2 separate regions of the Urocitellus parryii genome follow, and region 1 is linked to region 2. A link is a contact called in public Hi-C data. All regions are on one chromosome and are shown on one strand. Each heading gives the region's core, a stretch centred on a gene start, on an enhancer-like site or on the middle of the called end of the contact. The rest is flanking DNA. Distances are from core to core; before and after follow the strand shown.

The links. A called contact is a pair of places that touch in the nucleus more often than the background predicts.
Region 1: a Hi-C map of liver shows a contact between it and region 2, with 2.6 times the contacts expected there. The contact joins the promoter of Thnsl1 here to the promoter of Arhgap21 in region 2. A contact is called at or near these places in 2 of 2 Hi-C or Micro-C datasets (liver and muscle).

Annotation. Positions count from the first base shown.
Region 1 is chr9:66,315,409-66,321,909 of mUroPar1.hap1, forward strand. Thnsl1 (threonine synthase like 1) reads left to right here and starts at 4,978. Exons shown (of 3, transcript XM_026401202.2): 1 at 4,978-5,078. Enkur (enkurin, TRPC channel interacting protein) reads right to left here and starts at 4,249. Exons shown (of 5, transcript XM_026401206.2): 1 at 4,173-4,249. The coding sequence starts at 4,249.
Region 2 is chr9:66,098,267-66,104,609 of mUroPar1.hap1, forward strand. It overlaps Arhgap21 (Rho GTPase activating protein 21), which reads right to left and starts at 4,859. Exons shown (of 25, transcript XM_077803031.1): 1 at 4,740-4,859; 2 at 2,911-3,351. The coding sequence starts at 2,988.

The DNA of each region.
Region 1 (6,501 bases), core at 3,728-6,227, 220 kb after region 2:
TTTGTGAGCCTACTTATCTATAATGTTATAACTGGCTCTATTTTTTGCTTATTATTTGACAGGCTAGAATAATTCATTATTGTCATCTTCAATAAATGTGACACAACTACATCATATTGTCAACCATCACCATATAATAAGTCAGATCATTAACATGAGGAACACATTTTGTAATATTTTTTATAAGGCACACAAAAAATGATAGTGCTCAAAAGTTGGGATAGTTTGAAAAAACTTAATAGGGATTTTCCCCCCTAATGAATGATGATGGGCAACTGAGTAACAACTGTGTGTGTGTGTGTGTGTGTGTGTGTGTGTGTGTGTTTGTGTCTATCTTTAAATTTTAGGCCAATATTATTGCAATGTTACACTCCTTTGTGGAACAACAAACTCTGGAGATTAGACTCTATTAAAAAGTTCTTCACATTATTTCTTGCGGAGAATTTTTACAGGTAAATCAATACTCCGTAAGTTCACCTATCGGCATTGAAGTGAGAGTCTTTAATTCAGTCTCATGACTATATCTAGTAATTAATTTTTCAAAAACAGACACCAATTCTATCTCTAGCCTAGTTGTTTGTCTAAGGTAGGCTCTACACTTAATTGGTTACAACACTGTATGCCATTGAGTATAATTATTATTTTATTGCTGCTTAATATTTGTCACTATTCTATGATTTTCACAATAATAATTTAATTCTCAAAACAACCCTAAGAGATAAGTAATATTTTTTTAGTTTTATGGAAGAAAAAACAGGCCTGTAAAGTTGACGTGGGGAGGAAGAACAGGAGCTGAGACTGAGACACAAATTTGATATTAAGGCCCAGATCTTTAATCAGTCTGCACACTGCCTGAATAAATGAAACGAAACTAATAAGCACTTTTTGCTTCAATAGTGTGCATATTTTAGTCTTCTAATGATTTACTATGTAGTATATAGTTTTGTTATTTATAATACTCCTTTGTTCTAATGTATTGGGGCAAAGATATCAAAGAAAATGGGAAATGATGATAGTACTAATACACCGAACACATTAATAGAAATAGCATTATTTTTTTATTATTGGATATCCATCATGATTAAATTTTTAAAAACTAAAACTACATACCCCTTTATCTTACCTGTGTCCTTGAGGACAGTCTTATTCTTAAGAATTTGAGTCACGATGTCTGGTTAAGATAATAAACAGATATACACAGACTAACACACTTTTCTTCTAAACACAACCTCTTTTGTGGGGTAGTTACCAGGGATTGAACTCAGAGGCACTCAACCACTGAGCCACATCCCCAGCCCTATTTTGTATTTTATTTAGAGACAGGGTCTCACTGAGTTGCTTAGCGCCTCTCTGTTGCTGCGGCTTGCTTTGAACTTGTGCCTCCCCACTGGAAATACAGGTGTATACTCCCGCACGTGGCTAGAAACAACTTCTTATACCACAATATATTATATATACTGCTTAATATATTAATCCTTACTTTTTAATTGAATAATCTTCTTGAAAAAAGTTTACTTACCTACAAATTTCCCTGGCAACAAATTCTAAAGAATGATGTTGGCATATTTTATCTCTCAACATCTTAAGGTATATATAAAGACCTCTTACTATGTGTTATTTTATCTGTAGAAATCTGAGAGGTAACAACTCAAAATGAATAAATAGCAAGTCAATAACCGCATATGGTAGCTGTGATTTCCCTTGCTAACAAAAAATCGGATTTGTCCTTCCCTTCATCTGTATGTTTAAAGGGGAAAATAGTCTTTTTTGAATTATCCCTTCCATTACATAATTTCCCAGATTTTTTAATTCTTCTACATTACTTAAGTGATTCTATTAATTGTACCATATCTTCATTTGTTTAACTGTTTTTCCTGATTTTGAACCTTTTAGATAAAAAGTAAGGTCTAACTGTGTGTGTATGTGTGTGTGTGTGTGTGTGTGTGTGTGTGTGTTGTATAAACATGAAAAGAGCATTTGGATAAAAGTAATATAAGAGATAAGATAGTGTTTTATTATTGTGGAAATCTTCAGGGATTGCCTAGCTAGATGAGAAATATGAATAGTAGATTCTGAAATTATCATAAGACTGAGACCATAGATTGCAGCAATGGTAATTTTAGTATAAAATTTCATTATACCGAAAACAAAAGATTTTGGATTTTTTTTCTTTCTTTGAATATAAGTTCATCAAAAAGTTTGCTGCTTTCCTCAATTAAATTCTTGCAATTAAATTCAGCAAACTAAATAGGAAAGATCCTCAGGATAAAAATGACTATGTGCGCTGGGTTCGATCCTCAGCACCACATAAAAATAAAATAAAGATGTTGGGTCCACCGAAAACTGAAAAATAAATATTAAAAAATTCTCTCTTCTCTCTCTAAAAAAATGACTATGTCATCTAAGAATTCATAATAGCCAAGAAACAGATTGTTCAGCAAAGTCAAATACATAATGAGACTTTAAGAAAGTAAATGTTAGAAAGACTTCAGAATTATACAGATTGTTACTGATGGTGAAAACTGAATTCACCCTAACAGAATGTTCTTTTGGCACCACTTTTGGATGCTTTTCATTTCCTCTCACTTAGTCCTTTTTCTATGTATTTCTTCAGAATAAAAGCAAGGCAAGGAGTTTTTGCTGACACTCCAACATCTCCAAGAACTGATATAGTAGCACTGTTATACACTTAATAGGAGCTCAATTAATGCATTCCAAATGAATAGTGATTATTCTTTTAAGTGATCAAATTCTTTTTTTTTTTTTTTGGAAAAAAAAAGTCTAGATACAGTAAAGCTTTTAAATTTACTAATGAACATAATACCTATCTAAGAAAATATCTTAACATTCAAATTTAGTATTCTATAGAAAGTACAACCTACCAAGGTGTTACAGAGAGGAGGAACTTTATCTTGTATAGTATACAGGAATTTTGGACCAAAAGTTGGGTCAACAGTACATGATTTGAACTTTCTTTCATAAACTCTGAAAACTGTATCCTAGTTTAGTTTACACTCCTCTTTTCAATTTCTACTAGATTTTAAGAAACTAATGGAAATACAATACAGGTATTGCTCCAATTAAAACCAGATGCTCAGGTTTAAAACTGAATGACTTGCCCATTTGTTTTGCTACACACCCCAAGTAAATGATAAGTAAAAATTATTGACGTCATACTCAAAAGAGACCTTTGAGACTATCTAATCCACTTGTTTTCCAGATTGAAAAACAAATAAAAATTTAGTTTTAGAGTATATTTTTTTTAGCCTAGTGCTCTTTTAAAGGTAATATTGACATATATAGGAACAGGATAAAGATAAATGAAAGGATATATTTCAAGACCTATGAGGAAAAAGATTTTCTCTACCAGTTAACTTTTCTCCCCACAGATTTAATTAAGTTCTAAGAAGTACTTACACAGGCAAATAACTGGACTGTTTATTTGTGGTTCCCTTTGTGAGATTTGGGTGAAATTAGTGGGTACTAACAATTTTGTTAAAATTTTAACCAAATTACATATTTTTGGGTTGCTAGCCAACCATTATTCACTCCACTATTCCATTAAACCTGAAAAAAAGACCTTAAAATATATTCTATCTACTTTGTTTAGCCAATCAAAAGACCGAGGCTCAGAAACAAATGGGAATTTTTATTTTACAATAATCTTGGGGAAAAATATTCTGCCTTTAGAGAGGGAGTAGTAGTGCAGTTAGAAATACAACACTTGGCTCCTGAAATCAAACATCAAATGTCCTTATACAGAATAATAAAACTGATTTTTTTCTTTTGAATAACATCATGACATATTATGCTATTTTGTATAACACATCACATATAATTAGATAAGTTACAAAAATGACATAATGTATTAATAGGAGGCTAAGTGTAACATAATAAAATTACCATCTTATAGCACGGGACTGTCATCTGAATTGTGAAAAGCTAAACACCTAGATTTTTCGACCTCTAAGAAGTCGTCATCCAAGGTTACTTCATTGAGACAAAAATATATTTTATTTTTAAGAGTCCATAAATATTCCAATAAAATCATATTGGTATTGGTTAAGAAAAAAGAAAGAAAAAAGAAAGTCCTGTATTATGTATACTTAGTTAATCTGGACATGGAATCATTATTTCTTATTCTTGTTTACAACCTTTGCTTACCCACATACCTAGGAGGCTGAGGCGGCTCCTTCAAGTCACTGGGTATGAGGTTATAAATGCTCTCAGTAAAGCACGATGAATCCATCATCACCAAATGACTTCTTCACTACTGTTCTCAACTTTTTTCTCACTATACCGGTAACTCAGTCTCTTTCTTCACAGCTTCCCCTTTCTTTTTCTTGCTTCCTTGCTTTCTCAAGGAACTCAGGTTTCTCTTTCACATAATCCTCCCTTTGACCCCTTCTTAGCAGTTCTCTCTGGAGAAGAAAATACCCTGTCTATTCCTCCCAGGAATGCTTAGCGTTGTTGGCCTTGCGGTTGCTGTGGAAACAGTTACTAGGCGACGGGGAGATGGAAGGCCGCATTGCAAACCAGGTTTCCTCTTGTCTTTCTGCAAGGCTTTTTTCCTGTCTGACAAATTCATATGGAAGCCCCTGTGCCTTTGGGAAAAAAGGGATGAAAACAGTGTCCTCTAGAACATTTTGTTTTTTTTCTCACTTTTTACGTTTGGAGAAAAAAATTCTACTACAGCCGAAACCCAGCGGTGCGCAAGCGTCAAACATTAAAGCTCTAGTGCGCAGGCCCCAATCCTGGCCGGGGCTAGGAAAGCTTCTAAGGCCGAGCTGACGCACAGGCCCACGTGGCGAGCCGGACTTGAGGGCGGGAGGAGCCCAGGATCTTGGAGGGCGGAGCGCGGGAGAGAGTCACGTGCCCCCTGCTCGGAGCTCGGGCGTGGGGCGTGGGGCGTGGGGCGTGGCCGCGTAGGTCGGCGCAGGCGCTGAGGCCGCAGCGCGGGGCGGGGCGGGCCTGCTGAGAGCCGGGGTTACGGGGCTGTCTACTGAGGCGGTACTGGCGGTTTATGGACTCTTTCCATTTCCTTTCCTTTTCCCCGTCTTGTCAGTGTGGTTTTCTTGGTGAGTTACTGGAGGAGAAAGAAAGGAAAACTAGAGACCAATCTGTTTCCATCGCATGCGTTTCTCCCATCGTTCCTTCTTTCCGCTACTCAATTGTAATCTTTGCGCTATTCTACCTGCTGTTTCCGTCTGAGGCTTCTCAGACCCCTCCCTCCCTGCGAACCCTACCCACCACCTGAGCAAGTGCACGCCCGCCCTCCCGCGCCCACCTGCTCCTTCCACCTGTGGCGCCCTTACCCTCCCCCTTGGCCCTCTGCTCTTTCCTGCGCTGCCTGGTGAGCTCTCCGCCCCCGTTACCCTCTGGGCGGGCCCTTCCCTCTCCTGTTGCTTTCTGCAGACCTGTGCTTGAGCAGCGTCGCCTGGACCAGCGATCAAAGTTGTATTTCAGTGAAGCAATTTACAAAAACAGTGATGGGCTAGATTAAGTGTTTGTGCAGATATCTAGTGTAAATTGTACTATACTGTACATTAGCAAATTAGGCGATTTTTGCTAATGATTATTTTAATATATTTAAATAAAAATGGCTATCGATAGTGATATAAATAAGACAGTTTGAAAGGAAAATAAGCCCTTCATAAAAGTAACATTTTTATAGTATTGAAAGAGTACTTGAAAATCTTTTCAATCAAATACTTGAGGCTATTTGGTATGAACCATTAACAACAGGACTAACAATCTAACAACAGGAAAAGCTTAGTCGGATTTGATAGCAATTTAAAAACAAAGATAAGTGATGAACTTGTAAAATGGCTGTAAGATCTTTGTGATTACACTGTGGCCTTACACTATGTGCTCCTTCCACCAGCTCTCCTTGTCTGTTTCCTGGGAGGTAGGGGACTAACTGAAGGCCTCTTAGGTTTTGGGGTCCGTAGTCAGAAACAGCAGACCTTTTCTTCCCCTTGGCTGGTATATCCCTAGTACATTTCCATCTTACAGTTGCCATAAAAGTGCAGTAAATTTAAAGAATTTTTGAAAACATCAGAACACTCTTCTTTATAAGATAATGAGCTAGATCTAGAGAGTCACTTTTCTGAGAAATTTTAAAAAGAAATTGTATTAATATTAATTTAGAATGATGAGCATACTCATGGCATAGACTTTCTTTTAGAAGATCCTTGGATTACAGCCAGTTCTCGTGAAATAATTTTTGAAGTGGTCTGTCTTGTGTTTTGGAAAGGCATATAATAGCAAGCAAATCTTTTAAATTTATAGCAAATAATACATAGTTTTGGTTAAACAGGGTTTTAAGAGTCCACAGATTTGAAAACTAGATAATTCTATAGTAAATTAAAAAATTTTTATGATTTGGAAGTACAAATTGATACGTTAGAATATAATTTTAGTTGATTAACATATAATGGTAAACTTAAGATACTGTTAAAAGGTTGCTGAAAACTAGTATGTACTTGTTTAAATACGTAA
Region 2 (6,343 bases), core at 3,609-6,108:
GAAAGTTTTCACTTCTTTGGTTTAAAAAAACAAAGCAAGTTGAACTTAAAGGATGAAACTATATAATACAGGAAGGCGCAGTCACACCACAGAGGATTCTAAGAGTCTATACAAAGTGATTTTATGAGCAGTTACTCAAGGCTTGCTGTCAGAATACTTCACAGACCAGAATAAACACACACCTATAAACACGTGGTACATAGTAAATGAAACCAATTTTGAAAACAAACCTTTTAGATATATAAAGTATATAAATTTATTCGAATACAATTTGTGATATGCTTATTGTATAATGCCAAGACATATTCTACTGAATTATCACAACTCTTTATTTGAAGAGGGCCATCGTTAACTGTTTCCTCACCCCTTGTGGGGGAAGTACTAGGGATTGAACCCATAGATGCAATAGTTCTTCTATTCAAAAAAAAAAACCTTTATTTTATTTATGTATTTTTTTATTTATTTTTTTAATATGGTGTTGAATATCAAACTCAGTGCCTCACACATGCTAGGTGAGTGCTCTACCACGGAGCCACATCTATTTTTACTTTTTAAATTTTGAGACAGGGTTCTGCTAAGATGCTGAAACTGGCCTTGATCTTTCAATTCTCCTGTTTTGGCCTCCCAAGTCGCTGGGATTACTGGTTGGTTATGTGTTTTGGGGTTCTCCCATATATTCTCAGGGGAGTGCCTAAATTATTTCACATAGCAACACCATTAGACTGAAATACTTATGATGAACAAAAAATTTCAGATTGTTTTCAACAAAGCAAAACAGACTTCATAGAAGATGGAGTTAGTTAATTAGAAAAGACATGAAACAGACACCTATTAATTTGCCACATTGATTTCTTCTCTCCCACAATTTGAGTTTTTTGGCTGATTGACAGCATTACACACATGCTCGTCTCTGGTTTAGTTCATTCGAACACATATAGGAATGCAGCTATTGGTTTTTGAAATTTTTTAAAGAATGACAGTCCTATAAAACAAAATCTTTTTAATAAAATTAAGTGCGGTGTTCAGAAACTTAAATATCAATCCAAAGCATTCCAATGGCAACTCCCTTTCTATTACTAAAAAATATTCACAAGATGTAACGTGCATCAGAGGCATCAATTGGGAATAAATTCACATCACAATTAAACACAGACAATAACCACACAAGTTTCCGGAGGATTTATTTCTGCTTCCACAAAGAATCTCAGCAAAATATCTACCTAGTCTTTAAAAAGCCAAATAATATTACAGCTTAATACCAAATTCAAGTACTGCTTATACTCTTTCTTCTTTTCCATATTAGAAACAATATAGCAAAGCCAGAAGTAAGGTCCAAATAAAAACAAATTTCACAGCTCTTAAAAAAATACACAACTGTCACTGTTTAAAAAAGCCAAGTGTGCAACTAACTGCTCTGTCTAAATTCTTGGTTTGAGGCATCTCTTAAATGACACACACACCAAAAAAATCAAATAAACATTAGTTCTTGCAAATATAATGCAAATAGCATGCTAATTAAAGTATTCACAAAACAATGACAAATAGGGCTTTAGGACTTCAGTACATATTATTATGTAACTACAATACACATTAAGCAATCACCAGGTTGTAGGCAGGCCTTCCAAAAGGAGTTATTATGGTTTACCATGATCTGAAGACTGTGGTGTTACACCTAATCATGCTTTTACCTGCAACCAGGTGTTTACAGATGTCAAGAAGTAAATGCTGACTGTAAATGTAAACCTACAGTTCTGCCTAATAAATTGTGCAGTATCTGCACACTGTACCTCCCTGTTTTCTGCACAAACTTTCTACTCCAATATGAAATAAACAGCACAAGGTATGTTTTATGGACCAAAATTTTACTTCCAATTCATTTTCAGTACAATGCCCAGACTCACACACTTAGAACTAGACTTGTGTCAAGGGCTATGAAGTTAAAATTTAACACTTAGGAGACCCAAATAAATATCCTCAGGATTTCAATAAAAGTATAGATGTCTCAAAAAGAAAGTTCTAGGATAACAATATTCAGTGCATTTAACAGGCAAATTACAGAAACCATACACAACTAACTAAACACAATCTACTCATTATGGCAAGAAATTCCAAATACTCCAATTTTTAAATACAAGGAGAAAAAAAAAATATGAGAAAGTGACAGGGTATATAGATGCCATAAATCAATGGATTTTTCTATGAGTGCTCAAAAAAAAATTCAGGAAACCTGGAGTAAAATCTTCTGGGCCCTTATCAAGATGCTAGTTCAAACAGTAATGCAAGACACCTGACACCCCAGGGCAGCTCACAGACCTTCTGAGCAGTGAAAGGAAGGGCATAAATAAAATAACAGTCAAGGCAGGAGATTTTTCAGGGAGTTGGAATTACAACACTACAAGGTGTTTTCCAAGGCTGGGCCTAAAATGTCCATGGGAAAAAAAATTTTTTTCCTACCCAAAGCAGAGATCTGCATCAACAGCAGCCAGGACCTTCTCCAGTAGTTCCAAGTGGCACCACCTACCCTCTCCACCAGGGAGGGCAAACCCTGCACACACATATACACCAAATGCACACACAACCAAACCCAACCAGCTCAACATGAAAAATACTGGAGGTTGGGAGCTGAAGGAAAAAGGGGACTGAGACGTACTTTTCTCAGGCTTACAGTATTCACAGTCACCAGAATGGGAGGGCTCCACATTCTGAAGGGGTGACCAAGATGGTGACAAGTCAAAGACAAGGACAATATTTGCAAAAGAATCACTGGAAGCCCTGAGAAGTAAGAGTGGGCAAGGATTCACCTTGCTCCTGGTCAACTAGGTCACTCTCACCAACCAGCTCAAAGTCCCAGTAACAGCTGAACTCCCTACTTGTAGAACAGCCACCAATGGCATGGCCTCCTTGGCTTACCTCACAGGCTGGGACCCGGCAGGCTTTGAGCTTGTCACCATCTCCTTCAGGCAGACCAGTCCGACGTGTGGCCATCATTTCATTTCAAATTGCAAAGAAAGGGCAAATCCTTTGGAGTCCACATTGGGGGTTGGGTGGGGAATGCCACCACAAGTCAAAAGGGCAAGAATTTCACACCAGACTGGGAGAGAAGATGCAGGGCTAGTGAAACAACGTGCCAGGGAATGAAGGTTTTTCAGGAAGCTTCCAATGCTGGCTTCAACTGACTCCACCGTCTTCTTCCATTTCTTGAGACTTAAAAAAAACAAAGGAGACAGATCTCCTTAACAGTCAATGTCCAGGCCAACTGCAGAAAGCGGTCCCTTCTAAGCAATGCTAACTCCGGGGGCCAAAAGGAAGCCCAGTGGGTCGCTCCAGCGTCTGCTCCTGAAGAGGTCCTTCCTACAACAGGGAGAAGTTAAAAGGGCATGAACTTTCTCCAGACACCGATCTTTAGCCTTGCCACATGTCGACATCAAGTTCGCGTATCCGGCACTCGGATTATTCGGTCCAAGAAGACGAACCATACAAGTGAAAAAAGAACTCATCTTTGCATGCATCAAATTTTGGGGGGAAAAAATTAAAGGAAAAGCTTATAAATTCAAGAGGGGCACAGAAGAACGAGAAACCTCAGAATTTCCCGAGGGTTTTATCAAACACAGCTGGCTGCTGTGCAGCCTTCAAGAAAAAAAAAAAAAATTCCCTGTTCAAGTGCATTTTAATTAATGAATTTCCTGGGCAGAACAGAGGCAGTAGGTATGTTCTGCATCACCCGGATACACACACTTCAGGGATGTTTCTCCCCACGGGGACAAAACGGGATACTTTCCTACAACCTTCTCGCTCCCTTCCACCTCCTCAAAAAACAAACAAAAAGCCGACCGGGGCCGGGGCCAAGGCCGGCGTAGGCTTGGCGGAGTCTCCAGGCGGGCTGCCCCGGCCGCCGGGTGACTCTGGCCGCCCGCACCCTGCCCCTCCGCCCGAGCCGGCGTCCCCGAGGAGGCGGCTGTTTTCCTTGGCCCGCGGCGAAGCTGGGTGGGGACGACCGGGCCGGGCAAGGAGGCGTGCGGCCGCGAGCGGGACGCGGCGCCGCTCCCGCTCCAGGGCATTATTCTGGAGCTACACTGACGAAGCCTCAGCCCAGGCAACTTTTATCTCGTGGCTGTTCCCCCAACTACGACCCGACACTATCCCTTCCCCTGTAACCACCTAGGGAAGGGGAAAAAAAAAAAAAAGGAAAAAGAAAACCACCACCCACCTACCACTATTTCCTCCGCCCCTTCCTGAGGCGGGTCGGGGAGCTCGAGCTCCCGAGAAGAGTGGCCCAAATGTGTACTTCGAAAAAGGTGCGGGAAGGCGTGGGGGAAAGATCCAAACCCGGGGGCTCACCTTCCCGCCCGCTCGGGCCCAGCTGCCCCGCGCGGCTGCCAGCAGGAGCGGGGACGCGGGCTGGGCGACGGGCCCGGCCGGGAGGCGCTAGGCCGCAGGCTCGGTTAATATTCATGAGCGGCCCGAGGCGCCCCTCCTCCACGGCCGTCCGGCCGGACCCCGGCGCCCGCCACCGGCCTTTGTGCCCTTCCCTCCTCCTGCCGGCCCTCCTAGGCTCCGCACACGCGGGCGCGGCCCCTCCGCCCCCTCCGGACGCCCGCCGCAGACTCCCTGCGGCCCCGCGCCAGCTCCGGCACTGGTTTGAGGTGGCGGGAAGGGAAGGAACCCGCTGTGAACCAGGTTTTCCACAGCCCCGCCAGCGCTCTGCCCTCCCGGCTAAAACGGAAAAAGAAAACACGCACCGGAGGAAGCGGGGCGAGTGGATCCCGCACCGCGCTGCCGACCGCCGGAGAGCGCGTTCCGCACGCCGGCGCCAGCTGAACCCAGCGGGAGGACCAGCCGGCGCTGCCCGCCGCTGCGCTCCGAGGCCGCCGCCCCCGGCCGGCCGCTCCCAAGCACCGCCGCGACCTGCCCCGGCCGGCCCCGGGCTCTCGGCCGCCGCGGGAGGGCGTGGGGCGGGGCGGCGGCCGCCGGACTCTCCCCTCGCCTCGCCGGGCCCGGCCGGGGCCCTGCTTCGGCGCCCGCGATCGCCAAGTGACAGAAACGCCTGGCTCCGCAGCCGCGCGGAGCTGTTTCCCGGGGGCGGATTTCTCGCTTCTTCCTCCCTGGATCCACCTCCTCCCACTCCACCTCCTTCCCCTCCCCTCCCCAGGGGAGGCTCTGGGACTGAATATTTTCTGTCTTGAATAATACGGTCCCAGGGAACCGACGCAGGAGGAGGATTAACCCGGGGCGGGAGGGGTGCTCGCCAACCCCCTTCGAACGCGGCTGGGGACCCACAAACCCTCACGCCCAGCAGCACCCCAAAACCAGGCTCACAAAATCTCCCGCCCTCTCCGACCTCCCGAGCGCTGAACGGAGCGGCCAGGAGCGGGGGTTTATCCTGGGAAAGAGATTTGGTGGCTGGTGTCCGGGTTGCTTAGTGGGAGACAGTCATATAGCGAGATCTATGGAACCGAGGGATCAAAGGTCCCAGACTGCGAAGGACATGTCTTGGTGAATTATTGGCCCCTTTTTTGAAGCGGGAGGAGCACGAAGCTGGGAGATGTGGGACTTCCAGATAAGGGAGTGTCCTCTCACATCAGACAGCAAAATATTTTCCGGTGGTGGGAAAAAAGGGAGCAGGTAGCAGCGGAGCGTTGTTCATTCAATTCTTTCCTTTAAAAAAAATATCTACAGAGCCGCTGAGCTGCTTCGGAGCGACTAGCAGAACTGAGGAAAGGTGGCTGTGTTTCTCTGCACTACAGGTCACTGCGGCTCCACACCCAGAGCACAGCCGCGCGCCGTCCCTCCCCACCCGACTCCAGGGCCTGGTCTTAGACCCCGGGCGGCTTGCTCCACCCCGCCGCGCCTCACAACATCTCCCGCTGCAAATTGTCCAATCGGGAGACGTGACAAGAGAACAGGAACCAATCAGAGGCTGCTGACTCAGGTCTCCCTCCACCCTTTGCCCCGCCCCCAAGAGTAAAGCCACCGCCCCCTGCTCCCCCCCCCCCAGCCCCGCCTCAGTCTCCCCTTCGCGTCTCGCCTAGGGGTCCCGGGTGGTGGCTCACCGGCTTGGGTCCTTGCCTCCCCGAAGTGGAGTAGTAGCTTGATGTGGAGGCGGCGTTTTTCACCTTGTCACCCCCTTCCACTCCCCCTCCTAAATACAGCCCTCCTCCCTTCCCCAGTCCTCCTGCTGGTGCTGTTGAGGGTCATTTCTATCCTCACTTCAGCGGGGGACTGCTAGCTATTGTGTCTGATCAGCTACCACCACCATCCTCAGGGAGAAAAGAAGAACAAAACCAAGAAGCTAAGGGGTGTCTCTATCTTTTCCTTCTTTCTTATACACTTATCTTCTAAAGAC